Regions from separate parts of the Ovis aries genome. Here region 1 is linked to region 2. A link is a contact called in public Hi-C data. All regions are on one chromosome and are shown on one strand. The core of a region is the stretch at or near the end of the contact, and the rest is flanking DNA. Distances in the headings are between cores, read along the strand shown.

Region 1 (4,222 bases), core at 121-2,620, 190 kb before region 2:
GAGAACTCTATATTGAATTAAACTTATTGACACACAAAGTATGCATCACATAAATATTTAATTACATAACCACATAGTTCTCATAGTGAACCCATGCCTCCATTCTTTACATTTAGCTTTCTTACAACTAGCTTTGCATCTAGGCAGCATTGTCCACATTACAAAAGGCAAAATTAGAGCTCTCTTTTTAAAGAATGTAATTAATAAAGCTATAAAAACAGAATGGAAAATCTAGCATAGTTTAGAGATCATTGCAGAGAGAGATCTCAATTTCCTGAACTTTTAGCATATAGGATTTATGCCTTTATTTTCGGAAAGATACGGCCTGATTTTTTTTTTTTTTCCTGAGAAGCTACGTGGCATTACTTCATCCTCAGATTCACTTTTGCCCTTGGACTCTTTCTCACCCTTCTCCTCCTTTGGGAGCAAGGGAGAGAGAAAAAAAGAAATGTTGCAGCCAACTGGCTTTATTAAAGCTTTCTCATCTACAAGGCATGAGAATATGTTTATGAATCTGTTTCTCTTCTGATTGGCAATAAGATGTATAATTGTTCTTTAACTAGAACCTTCTGAGTCCTGTCATATTGTTTAACTCAAGTGTTTAACCTACTTAAATCCAAGGGCAAGTTATGACATGGGCACCTGATAATTTAATTATCAGACAATGTAGGACAAACTAAACACTGACACCAATGATTCACTGAGCTATTTTCTTTACTGATTACTAGACCAAGGGAGGGGGGAATTACAGAGGGGAGTGAACTGAAAATCACAGTAAACTGGGTTATGAGATTAAGTGCTAGCTTTGATCCTGAAAAAATTTATCAGTATGGGGCTGAGTAAACCCCTTAGGATTACTAGAACTTGATGTTTCTATCTTTAAAAATATGTTTTATAAGATTCTCTCCAGGTCTCAGATTCTATAATTCTAATCAATACATAAACAGAGACTGAAGGACAGAAAGAAATATACACATATGTTACCAAATGGTTGTGCGGATTTGAGAAACCATACTTAGTTAATACTTTCTCAGTGATGTTTTGCCTTTGTGACATTTTAATGAAAACGTTTGCTAACATTGTCAAGAGATTTCCTACCTAAAATATAATCAAGACATATCTGTGAAGACTATTTCTCTCTTCCAATTTCATCTCTTGTACAGCTAACAGAAAATATCAGTGTCATTGACTAATGACATAGGAAGAAATACATAATCATACCTCATTGAAAATCACACAATTGCCTCCTTTCCCTGATGTCTGATTGCAAACAAAATCCAAGAGCAATATCTTTTACTTTTGTGTGTGTGTGTTAGTTCCTCTTCGTGTGTGAACATCAAGCAGTGATTCATACTTCTGACACCCTGCCAGCACAGCTGGGTAGGCACACAGTGCATTTCATAACAAAGGGGACAAAGGAAGAAAGACAGGGAGAAAAGTTAGCTTGCTGCTGCAAACTTTCCTAAGAAAACAGCTTAAAGGAAATGCAGGTTGTTGGGAGCTAGACAAAGTTATGTTTGTAACAGTTAATATGTTTTATATGCCTTGAAGTTACCTATTCCCTCTGGAAACCTCACTCTTTTCCATCAAAAAGAAGCAACCATCTATGAATATTACCAGGATTTCACTAAGGTGACAAGTTGGAGATACAAACAACATAAAAATACTCCACAATAATTTGGAACTTTTTTGAAAGAAAGCTAGAAATAGAGTATTATATGTAAGCGGAAAGAAAGATATTATGCAAGCTTTGAAAAAAGAACTGAGAAATATCTGCATTCTCGCTTTCAGAGTGTGAGTAGATTGATAGAGCAGAATGTCAAAATGACACGTTTAACAGAGCTGTTCATAGGTGAAGGCCTTCTTAGGTGGCACAGTGGTAAGTAAAGAATGCAAGAGATAAAGGAGAAGCGGATTCAGTCCCTGGGTCAGGAAGAGCCCCTGGAGGAAGACATGGCAACCCACTCCAATATTCTCTTGCCTAGAAAATCCCACTGACAGAGAAGCCCAGTGGGCTGCAGTCCATGGGGTCACAAAGACTTGGGCACAACTGACCATGCATGCATGCATGTTAGGGTTTTCTATATATAGTATCTTATCATCTGCAAACAGTGACAGTTTTGCTTCTTCCTTTCCAGTTTGGATTCCTTTTATTTCTCTCTTTTTTGTTTTATGATTGCTGTGACTTGGGCTTCCAATTCATTGGAATAAAAGTGGGGAGAGTGGCCACCTTTGTTATTCGTATCATCTCTGCTGTTGATTCCCTAGAGATTTTTTTTTCAGTTAATATATTCATTTTGATTCCATCTAATATTTCTCAATCTTTGTTGAAGTTCTCACTGAGTCTCTCCATCCTTCTTTGGGTTTCATGGACATCTTTATGACTGTTTTTTTTTAAAAATTCTTTATCAGATAAAGTATTCATCTGCTTTTCATTAGGTTTTTTTCCTTAGAGCTTTATCTTGTTCTTTAATTTGGAACATATTCTTCTGTCTCCTCATTTTATTGGACTTATGCTTTTTGCTTTTATGAATTAGGCAAAAACAGCTACCTTTCCTGGTCTTAAAGGGATGGCCTTGTGTGGGAGCTCACCCTGTGTAGACTGTTTGTGCCCAGTGGATATGGCAGGCCAGCTGGGGCTGGAGCGAGTCCTGGACAGAGGCAGGCCCTTGGAGTGCTGTGCCCAAGGCAGCCTTGGTCAGATAGCTGGAGCTGAAGCTGGAGCAGTTGGGGGTAGTCCTGAGGGGACTCAAATAATGACACTTATCAGTGCCCCCAACCCTAGCAGGGGCTTCAGAATTTCCCTGCTTATTTGGCAGAAGCCCTAGGGTTAGTAAATAGATTTGCTTCATGTATAGTATAGATGCCCCTGAAGCTGTTGGGGTTTTTTGCTATATCTCAGGACAGGCTGGCAAGACTATGATTAAGTCCCTCAGCTATATCTCTGCTCACTGCAGGTCGCCCTCCTGTAGGGTGGGGTTCCCGTGGATACAGTGTCTCTGTCTTCTCACTCAGTACTATGTGATCCTTCTTTGAGCAATAGCTGTTCGATTAGCCCTCAGGTCTTTATTAGGAGGAATTGCTAGAGATATAGGTTAATATTCAGTATGTTCATGGGAGAAGGTAAGCTCAGGGTGTTCTACACCACTGTCTTGCCTTTTCCTTAGAGGGTTGTTTTTAATTATGTGGTCATCTAACTTACTTAGAAATAGTTAGTTGACACTTATTTTGTAATATTTGATTAAATGAAGCATATCTTTGGGTTTCTATTTTAAATGTTGAATAATTAAATGTGTATTTGGTTTGGGAGGTTAAAACAGAAAATGTGCTTGTTTTTTAAGATTTCTCAGAAAACTGTAAAAATCTTTATTTTTTGGAAACAGGCCTAAAGATAGAAGTAATTCTTCAAGTTGAATAAACCTTCAGTAAAAGTTGTTCCCTTTGCCTTTTCCACTACCCATTAGTCAACTGTCATTATTCAAAAGTTGGCTCCTGTGGCATCTGCTATGGAAGCCTTTTCTCATACCCCTCCGTGGACAACTAAGGCTCTATTGAGAATTTCAGGAGCATCATAGAGCAGTGAACATTTGATTAAATGAGTGGGCTGTGGAGATGTTTTGCCAAAGTTTAATTCCAAGCTCTACTACTTATCTTCTGTGTACTTTCAACAAGTTTCCTAAACAGTTTGTTCCTCAGTTTTATTTGTACCTGCTATATGGAGTTGCTGTAAGGACTAAATGAACTAATGATTGGAAGGCATCTGGAGAGATGCCTTTCCCAAAGTAAGCACTCAATAAAACATTAGCTATGATTAACATGATTCCAGGCTAAGCAGAGATAATGGCAACACTGATTGTCCTTGTCTGTCTCCCTGAATATATTTGTGGGCTGAAGGAATTCAAAGAGTTGGCCTGCAGCCCATTCTTTCCCTTCTCAGGGAGTGGCAGAATACTTTGGGGGATAAAAGGAAGACAAGTTATTCAGTCTTACTGCCTTAATCTTTGGACCTCTGAGTAAAAAAATCTAATAATATGTACTAGGAGGAAGAAATCTTATCTGAATATTCTTATCCAGATGCCCATAACTAAAGGATTATTGATAATAAATAAATCCAGATTCTATTAGGCATAGATCTCTAGAGAATGTGATGTAAGCTATATAACTCAGAATATATATATATATGTTTCATACTTAAATGACTTAATGTTCCTTACCGTATGAA
Region 2 (4,236 bases), core at 209-2,708:
GGTCCAACTGGTTTTCTTTTCTTGTCACCAGATGATGTCATCTATATTGGAACATCTGTGTGCTTTTTGTAACTGGGCCTATAGGGAGGCCTGTGTACTACTCTCCTCACTTATAGCATGGATATAACCTGGCATTCTGCAGATATTATGTGAATTGAGTAAAAATTGAGTAACATGGACTGGCAGAAAGAGAAAGAACACGAAAACAAGTTTAATGGAAGAAAGTTTTGAACCAGGCATTAGAGGAGTTACTTCCATGAATTGCTGTGACGTGGGGAGAATTTTATGTGCACATACAGGCATGGAGTTGGCATGGTTAAGTTGACAGGGCAAAAATAAAATAAATGCAGGTGATCGTGATTAGAATTGAGTAGCTCTACCAGAATACAGAGATAAATGAAGGAACTATGGGCTGATGATTGGGGTATAAAGAAATATCTTGATTGCTAGAAATAACTTGGTACTGTGGATGAGCATATTTTTCTTGCAAAGATTTATCAAATGGTATTTGCCCTTCTTTCAAATACAACCCAGAAATTACTCCCCACATCCAGAAATAAACACATTGAAAAGCTATGTTAATATGGTCTGGAAATTAGACACATGGAAATCTAAATTTGGAAATATTTATACTAGTATTTATACCAATCCAGATAAAATGAGAACTTCTGGTACTATTTTGATATTTCGCAGATAAGGTCTTTCTCTTTCTGTTTCTTACACAGTCAAGACATGAAGGGCTAAATTTTCCTCTAGAAAAATCCATTTCAGCTTTTACAAGCAGCATAAAATTTGAAATCTCACAAGGAATCCTCTTTGGCTGGCTAAAGAAATTTGTGAGAAATAGAAACAGCTCGAGATAAGCATCTAACTTTTCAGGTGTCATTCAAACATACCTTAGATACATAGTCTTTTGACATTTATTTAAAACTGAATTTCTGGGACTCAGAGTGGGTGGATGAATGAAAGGGAAAAACAGAGATTTTTCTTCCAGTTAATCTTTTGCACTTCCCTATTTAAATTGAGTTAAGGGGGATTCTGGCAAAATCCCAAGATAAAAATCTAGGAAGATCAAGGTTGCAAATTAGTCATGCTCAAAAAATGGGCATCAGGCAATTTCTCAAAATTATGCAGCTGTTAATGAAGGGTTATTTTAAAATATACACATGTAATTCTTTTATTAAAACTCAAGGCAGAGCATTTTGATATATATTTTAAGTTATGCAAATATACACATGACTAAAATATGCAACAAACATATACATACTCAGATGCACACAAACTCCAGATGTGCCATTTTTCTTTGTGGGTTGTGTCTTCCATAAGGGAAAAAGGCATATTAATCATTTCTTTTACTGCTAAGGGGATGGGTGCTGCTCTCATATTTCAGAAAGGGGCTGGAAAGTGAGGGAAGCCAAACTTTTTCCTATTTAAGGCCAAAGCACAGGAATCTCAGTGGCTGAGTTTTATGACGGGCCCGGTGCTGAAGGGCAGGGAACAACTGATGGTGCTACTCTGACCTGCTTTTCTTTTCTCCTTTTTGCACAAAGAGTCTCATGTCTGATATTTAGACATGATGAGCTTTGTGCAAAAGGGGACCTGGTTACTTTTCGCTCTGCTTCATCCCACTGTTATTTTGGCACAACAGGAAGGTGAGTAGGTATTGCTTTCAAGAAACTTCACGGGGGTTTTGTCTTTACTTCTCCTTACAAACAGGTAGAAAGAGGAACTCTGCCTCATAAATGCTAATTTTGTCTGTCAGCTCCCAGCTGTGAAATGTAGAACTGACCAGGATGGTGCCTTTTATATTTGCTTAAAGAGAATATTGTCATTTCTGTATTTAAAAGTTCTCCCGTCGTTGAAGAAAAAGATGTTCTTGTACTAACTTGTTTTCATGTTAACGGCGCTGGAAACTCTTTAAACGGCTTTAAAAAGTTCCCCTCCTGGATTGTTAACATCTTGGAATGCTTCCCTAAGCAATCTGAAGTTATTGGTCTCTTGTAATACTTTTATGCTCTCCTTTGTATGCTGGGTTCTTTGTCAGGATAGAGTATTAAGCATTGTTTACCCAGTAAGATAAGATAATTTAAAAATAGCATGCTTTAAGTATAGTCTACAGGGAAATATTATATATTGTTAGAATCACCGAGTATATTTCTGTAAGACAGCAACAGTAACTTGAGTGTTCTTTAACCAGGTTCAAATTGCAAAGAAGTTCCATCATTTCTATTTTTTTCGCTTTCAAGCACTTACATAGTTGATTAACATGTATTTGCTAATACTTTATTGTTAAGGGTCTAGTGTTTTTGCATGTTCTTCATTTTAAGTGCTTTTATGTTAATAAGGAGAAGATTTATGAAAATATTTTCAAGAGAATGTTTGACTTTTCTGCAAACAAGGTAAAGACGCTAGTGCTGTTTGACTTCAAAAAGTTGATTTGCTGTATATTCTAATAAGTGCAAGCAGTAATTTTCATGTTGTACTTTCCTCGAAGCCATGTTTGGTTCATTATTTCATTGTGTGAAAACATGTCTTTTAATTTATATGCTTCTCAGAGTCATGAAAATATCTGACATATTAGAATTAAAATTTTCATAGAAATAAATCTTTAAGTGCTAAATTTGAAGATGCAAGAAGTTTTTATATCTACATTTCTACACACACATAATAAAAAAGTTTACATTTAAGCCTACTGCTTTGGTGAACATGTGTCTGAAAACAGCTTTTCAATTTTAATATCATGCCTTTAATGTCCTCACAGGTTGTGTATGTAAGTAAGGGGACACACCCAATGATCTCGCTTCAGTTATATTCAGCCCATGGTCACAAAAGAAAAGAAACACCCATATTCTTTGTTCCCTTTATTTCTTCTCCTCCTTTTCCTCTTCTCCCTTCCTTTCTCCACCCCTTTTGGCCTCTTTCGACCTCCTCCCCCTTGTCTTTCCTTCACTTACCACCCCACCCCCTTCCTAGGCAAGCCCATGTCTCCTCTTCCCTCTCCTCTTTCTCTGTCACTCTCTCCCGCATCCCCAAGGGTCCTCCATGTGCCTCCTCCATCTTTTTCCTCTCTTCCTTTCTCCTGTCTCCTCTGCCTTTCCTTCCCTTCAGTTCTCAACTCTCTTTCCTCCCTCCTCTCTTTCCCTCCCCATTCTATCCTCCCAGAAGATGTCACAACTCCCAGTCCTTGGCTAAAATACCAAATGACTTCTACCACATCCCCCACCTCAATCAAATCTTTTACCTTTTTAAAAATTCTTAAATTCTCCTAATTTCCAGGGGGAAAAAAATCACAAAGTTCTCATTTACTGGAAAGACTGCAAAACTTTTGCATTTAGTTCAAAAGAATGACAAAATATTTGTGGTTGCTCGGTGGTTACAATCTTTTATAATCATTATGGCTATTTTTCTTCTCATTCCCACTTTAGAGGGGAAAAAGTATCTAATACCTACAGTATCTTTATATCACATAAGTTCTTTTCATTTTCCCTTTAGTTTCAAAATATAATAAATAGTCATGAAATTTTGCTTTTAGGCTTAAAAGAAGTTGAAAAAGATTTTGTTCAGCTTACTGTTTTTGTTTGTCATGAAAAAAAATTGTTTTAAAATAGTATATCTTATTTTTCTTACAGGTTTAAAAAAATCTTTCTGATAGATTAGCTATAGGAAGGTTATAGGAGGTAGTTGAATGTTCAACACATTGAGAATACTCATATACAGTTCTGGGGTATGGGTTTCTTATAAATGTCCTGAGAATACCAGATAGAAACAGAACAGCCCTAGTAAACATGAACTTCTAGTCGACTCACACGAATTTTCTGGAACATAAAACAGGTCCTTACAGAATTTTGGTCTTTTTACAAATCTGTGAAAGTTCTATTTAATTCACATGTTTTCTTGAACCAGTGGAGAAATGTGATCTGTTTTATATTTCCTGTAGTTTATAAACATGCCAAGTTTTAAGTATTGATACAAAGACTCGCCACCTAGTGGCTGACAGACAGTTACCATTTGTATACTAATGCCAACATAAATTTTACACAGCTGTATTCCATAACTTTAGAATGATATTTTAAAATATCACTTGTGAATTTTAAATATTAAATACTACTTTGCTAAGAAAATAAGTATGTTACTGATAAAATATTGTCAAGCACACATACACACAAACATGGTAATTATTCAAAGACTTAGGAAATGGACTTGCATGTTATGGCCATTTTCAAAATTCAGTATATA

The links. Hi-C and Micro-C count contacts between places; a contact is called where the count stands out from the background.
Region 1: a Hi-C map of tail adipose tissue shows a contact between it and region 2, with 6 times the contacts expected there. The contact joins the enhancer-like site here to the promoter of COL3A1 in region 2. A contact is called at or near these places in 3 of 16 Hi-C or Micro-C datasets (omental adipose tissue, skin fibroblasts and tail adipose tissue).

The regions. Positions count from the first base shown.
Region 1 is chr2:120,586,384-120,590,605 of ARS-UI_Ramb_v3.0, reverse strand. No RefSeq gene overlaps it. Among named protein-coding and RNA genes, the nearest start is that of COL3A1, 190 kb to the right of the region's middle. Within about 2 kb of position 1,370, at least 11 of the 54 cell types and tissues checked have an H3K27ac peak or open chromatin away from gene starts, as enhancers often do. A contact at or near this core is called in tail adipose tissue, where this site is marked.
Region 2 is chr2:120,400,333-120,404,568 of ARS-UI_Ramb_v3.0, reverse strand. It overlaps COL3A1 (collagen type III alpha 1 chain), which reads left to right and starts at 1,458. Exons shown (of 51, transcript XM_004004514.5): 1 at 1,458-1,652. The coding sequence starts at 1,574.